Linked DNA regions of Mus musculus: region 1 is linked to region 2. The links are chromatin contacts, called in public Hi-C maps. All regions are on one chromosome and are shown on one strand. Each heading gives the region's core, a stretch centred on a gene start, on an enhancer-like site or on the middle of the called end of the contact. The rest is flanking DNA. Distances are from core to core; before and after follow the strand shown.

The links. A called contact is a pair of places that touch in the nucleus more often than the background predicts.
Region 1: a contact with region 2 is called in a Hi-C map of uterus, with 3 times the contacts expected there. The contact joins two enhancer-like sites. A contact is called at or near these places in 15 of 39 promoter capture datasets (the C10 cell line, the HPC-7 cell line, cranial neural crest and 10 more), 2 of 15 datasets of contacts at CTCF or cohesin (CD8 T cells and pro-B cells), 51 of 484 Hi-C or Micro-C datasets (B cells, CD4 T cells, CD8 T cells and 31 more), 32 of 115 datasets of contacts at active chromatin or transcription factors (the 230-238 cell line, CD8 T cells, DN3 thymocytes and 24 more) and 4 of 9 other capture datasets (adipose tissue, liver, macrophages and 1 more).

Annotation. Positions count from the first base shown.
Region 1 is chr4:62,676,546-62,679,245 of GRCm38.p6, reverse strand. All of the region lies in intron 10 of Rgs3 (regulator of G-protein signaling 3), which reads right to left. Among named protein-coding and RNA genes, the nearest start is that of Gm52741, 7.9 kb to the right of the region's middle. Within about 2 kb of position 1,360, at least 11 of the 459 cell types and tissues checked have an H3K27ac peak or open chromatin away from gene starts, as enhancers often do. A contact at or near this core is called in uterus, where this site is marked.
Region 2 is chr4:62,565,409-62,568,108 of GRCm38.p6, reverse strand. It overlaps a transcript of Rgs3 not described here. Among named protein-coding and RNA genes, the nearest start is that of 4933430I17Rik, 41 kb to the right of the region's middle. Within about 2 kb of position 1,303, at least 15 of the 459 cell types and tissues checked have an H3K27ac peak or open chromatin away from gene starts, as enhancers often do. A contact at or near this core is called in uterus, where this site is marked.

The sequences.
Region 1 (2,700 bases), core at 111-2,610, 110 kb before region 2:
ACGGATGCACTTCCAAAGACGCGTTCAAGGAGGTCCCCGCAAAACTATTCACCGAGGGCTGGAAGTAGAAATACCCAAACACTTGTCAGAGGTGGAATAGTGGGTAAACTGAGGCAGACATATAGAGACACACACTAAATAGTAACAGGACGAACAAACTAAAAACCCTGAGACGACGTGCTGATGAATCACCAGGGAAAGACTGAAGGAAAGAACTCAGCGTGAAAGCTACTCAAGGGTCCTATTTATACAGAGTCCAAGGTAGGCGAGTGATCCGCGAGGAAAGTCAGGGCCACTGTGACTAAAGGGCACACTGAAACACTCCCAGTGTACAGTTGGGGACGCTTTCCTTATGGACCCGAATGGGTGTTCATCTGGTGAAAAGCCACGAGCTGCATTCTTGTCATCTTTCTCTACTACACCAGGCTTCCACTTAAAAGTTCGCTTTAAAGACTAAGGAAGGTCCTCAACGGTGACCTCTCTGCCAGAGACAGCAGCTCTGTGCCCTGTGAGCTGGCCACCTTTTATAAACCTCTCTAACACATTCCCACTTGCGCTCCTTCAAAAAGCTGCTGCCTATGCGCCCGTCACCTTCTGTGTCAGTCCCCCTGTCTGAAGTACCTCGCCTACAGGACTGTATTTAGCAACAGCCACCTATGAGATGAGACATCTGGTCCTCTGTGAGATGACCTGGAATCCACAGGCTTGAATCCTCCTCATCCAAGAGTCTCACGTTTGCATCTCATTTGGCCTGTGAGGTTGACCACTGCCAGAGAAAACCCCAGGCAGGAGAGACGCACACTGTGAAGTGAGGTCTCTGCCCTTAAGTCCGCACCCCTACAGCCTCTGGAGGTAAGGTGGAGCAGGTGGCTGGGGTTGGGGGTAATGTGCACGCCCAGGTGAAAATCACATCTACATAGAAAAGAAGTCGAGACATGAGGATGAACTCCTGCTCTGTGGCCGGGTACACATGTGCACGGACAGACAGCCTCACTCCTGTAGGAAGCGTCACTGAGAGGCCCAGGCTGTACCAGATGCTTCTCAGGGGCACCAACAGTGGGCTACCCCCACAGCCGGCTCACTTACCCAGCCTGAGATCACAGATTGAGTCTTTTACCATGATACCTCCAGGCCCCAGAAAGGGGATGCTGCACAAAGGTACTTAGTGGGCATGACAGGGACAGAAGGGGAAGTGAGAACTGAAAGAGACAGGGAGGGAGGGAGGGAGAGAAGGGAAGGATGGAAGGAGACAGGCAAAAAGAACAGAACTAAGTTGCTATTTGGATCAACTATAAACTATACTCTCTTGAGTGAAACATTCATGAACTGACTAGACACTAGTTTCAATCTGAGGTGAGGTATCTTCCATTCTAGGGCCCCTTCTCTAACCTCCTCCAGCCTTGTCTCAAGGCTCCTGCCAGCCATTTGCCCCTGGAGGCTCTGCACAGCTTTTCCTCTGTCCTTCTTCATGCCCCCTCCCCCTCTGCCACCTGTTTTCCAGGTGCTGCTTTCAGACCAAGACAAGTAAAACAGGGCAGATGGTCGGATGTTCTACCCAGTCCCCTGTAACTCACCACTCTGCCCATTTTCCTAAACTAGGAGCCTGGGTAAGTTCTAAGACTTCAGCTTGGGCCATTGTGCCCAGAAGGGAGAGAGAAACCTTGGGCCATCTGGGGTAGAGGGTACAGTTGGCAGATCTCCACACATCTGATGTTATGATCCAGGCTACCATCAGAGAGAAGAGAGCACCAGGGAGACTTTCTCCCCAGGTCTCAGTGGTACATTCCCCCTCCACCCCACTTTGCTGACCAGTGGTTTTATGGAGGGGGATGGGATGGTGGAGAGGGTTTAGGGCATCAGCTCCCTGGGACTGCGCCCAGCTGGCCTGCTGTGAGTGGCTCCGGCCTCCCTGGGCTTAGGGGGCTGAGCCTTACGCAGCCTTGTTTATCCCTGGGAGGAATGATGGTTCTCCCTGAGCAATGACATCTTGGAAACGGACAGACTCCACAAACAACAACAAACCTCCCTGGGCTGCCGCTTGTGCTTGCACGAGAAGGCTTCTAACCCAGAGGCGCCTGAGTAAGAGGCAGAAAGGCTACAGGCTGCTTCTCAGCTGAGCTTTGCCTTGACCACGGCTCTCGGACCTAAGTCTGCAGAGAACCAGAGAACCCAGTGGCTGGAGCATGCCTAGCAATATCTGATCCAGTTCCTTTGCTCCAAAAAGGGAAACTGAGCTAGAAACACAGGTGAATCTATGCCCAAGCTTCGCAGATCAGGAATGAGAAGCAACTGGGTCTCTTGGGCTTTCTCTGCCAGGCACATTGCCTTTCTAGAGGTCAGCGGGCCCAAAAGGGGTGCCGCTGGGAGTGCAAGAGAAAGAGAGGGCGCTCCAAGATGAAGCTCATATACCCTGAGATACGCAATAGGGAGAGGCTTGGGCTGAGCAACCGGAATCCTCGGTTCCGTGTAACTTCGGGTGAAAAGTCTCCTTTCTCCCTCAATCCCTTCTCTATCCAGAAGGTAATCAGAATCCATCAGCTCCAGATGCTCAGAGAACTAATAGGAAGCAGCGTTTGTGTCTTCTGAGAGAGCCAGGCAGACCCTCTGGTGGAAGACTTAGTGTTCAAGATCTAGCCCAAGTAATGACCGCTCCAAAGGGGTCCAAGAAGCTGAGCTGCAAGCCCCGGTAGTCTGTGCAAA
Region 2 (2,700 bases), core at 54-2,553:
TTTTGTTTCATCAAGAAACAGTCGAGTGAAATATTGGCTATCTGAAGGGGAAACACAAGGTCTGAGACGAGAGAAAATTGCACAGGATGAGATTAGTAGTGCACTGCAGATTAGTGAACTTGGAGACCAAAAAATCCACTCAAGTGGCCATCAGTACTGTGCTTGCCAAGTTTGCATGAGAACTGGGCTCCATCCCAGAAGTCCATATGGAACTGGGCATGGTACCGTGTGCGTGTAATCATGCTGTGGGTCATGGAGAATGGTGAATGCCGGAGCTCCTGGGCCAGCCAGTATAGCCTACTGGGTCATCCCAGGCCAACCAAGAGACCCTGCCTCAAAATCAACATGTCAGCACTGGAGAAACTGCCCTGGAGGTTGACCCCCAGGAAGGCACACAAATGTGCCGCCCTGTGTGTACATGCGCACTGCACCCTAAAGGAAGCAGGAGGCAGTGGGCTGTATTTTTCCAAATTTGAAGAAACTATACACTCTCAAATCCAAAAATCTCAATGGGTCCTAAACAAAGAACTGTGAAGAGGCCTCTGCCAGAGCTGCATAAGATGCCTGAGGCTGGTGGGGGAGTCTCAGAAGCAGACCCCTCAGTAAACAAAGTCCATGTGTAGATGAGCAGCAATGAGAGTGATGTCAGACTCCTCATCACAAGTCCTCAGACTCCTCATCAGAAATAAGTGCAGAAGACAAGAGGGAACCTCGGGTTTTGTTGTTATTGTTCTTGGGAGGGGGAGTGTAGGGGGTGTGTGTTTTGTTTTGCTTTCTGTTTTGATACAGGGTATCAGTATATAGCCCCTGGCTCAGCTGGAACTCACTATATAGACTAAGCTGACCTTGAACTCACAGACACCTACCTAACTACCTACCTACCTACCTGTGCCTCCCAAATGCTAGGAAAAGAAACAAAATGTCAACAAGAGTTCTCCACTCAACAAAAATACCTTTCAAAGAAATGAATAGTAAGTATTTTCTCAGATTTGCAAAGCCGAATGAATGCAACTTCTACATACACACTAGGAGAATATTAAGGGTCTTTCAGGCCAAGAGAAAATGATGTACTGCAATCTGCATCTGCTCAAAAGACTAGGGGGAAAGAAAAAAAAAAAAAAACTGGAAGTGCTAAGCAAGTCTGTGTAAAATAGGGTTTTCATGTTATTTAAATGGTTTTTAAAAGAACAATGTAACCAGGATAAGGAACCATTAGCTGAAAATACCCAGGGCCCCCTGCATCCAGGAACAAACTGCTGAAGGCTGCCTTATCTAGATTCTTATGAGGTCACCACAAGAGGCAAACTCCAGGGAAACCCTTCACAAGTGAGTGTTTACAGCCATGTGGGAGTCTGGCTCTCCTGGTATGGGCAGGAATGCTGCAGGGTTGATTTGATTTGTAGGAAACACAACCACTACTGCTTACATCTGCGGCTCAGCTGGACCCGGCAAGCTGGACCTTAAGGCTGAGGTAGAGCTGAGTCTTCTTCTGCATCAGTGTAAGATGTCAAAGTGCAGTTCCACGGCTGGCAGCAGATTACAAAGGGAAAAGGCCATGGTCCGCATGGAGTCCATTCTTCGGGGAAGCTGGTTTTACTGGAGCTGTGACAGAGAAGTGGTGTGGATTATCATCACTCACGCTTCCTGCCACCACCTCTCAAGCAAAGATGTTCATTGGCTTGGCGGTCACCATGGATCCCCTTATGGAAGCTGCATTTCTGTTCTTGGCTGTCCTCCACCTTGCCTGGGTCCTCCCACTCCTCTAACCATTGCTTTCTGGTATGACTGACTCTTCCTACCTTTCCAGGGAAAAATGTGCTGTTGGCTCTGCCCGAGTCCTGTCCTTTCCCCTGTTTCCCGCCCTTTGATGTGTCACACATGCCTACTGCTGTCCTTGACTGTTCTGATGACTCCAAGGTCACTCTCCAATCCAAGCACCCAGGCCACCATGACCATGACACACCTGCCTTCCTCCGTGTGCCCACCTTTCTGACTGTTCACCTACTCTGGAGCCCTAACTGTCTGCTTCCTCTTCTGACTTAGCTGTGACAAAACACCATGACCAAACACGAAGTTAGGGAGGAAAGGGTTTATTGGGCTTACACTTCTACATTGTAGTTCATCACTGAAGGGAAGCCAAGGACAGGAACGCAAACAGGGAGAAACCTGGAGGCAGAGGCCATGGAGGGGCGTTGCTTACTGGCTTAATCCATATGGCTTCCTCAGCCTTCTTTCTTATAGAACCCAGGACCACCAGTCCAGGGCTACCATTGCCCACAAGGGGCTGGGACCTCCCCATCAATCACTAATTAAGAAATGCTCTATATGCTGGCCCACAGCCGGATCTTATGAAGGTGTTTTCTCAATCAAGGTTTCTCTTCTCAGAAGACTACAGTGTGTCAAGTTGACATAAATGTAGCCAGCACTCCATCTTTCCACTCAGAGAGTGAACTACTCCAGCACAGTAGCAGCAGAAGTCTTCATAGCTGCCGACTGCCCGATTAGCACCTGCCACAAACTGGGGTGAGGGCAGGGCGAGCGGGTGGGTGGCTAAATCTTGCCAGGAATTTCAATTCTACAACCAGCATTCAAGACATAGATTGTGAATAGCCACAATTGCCCTAAAATAATCCCTATGTCACTCATAAAATCACATGGCATTACAAATGGAAAGGGGACTGGTGAATTTCCCTCCCCCCA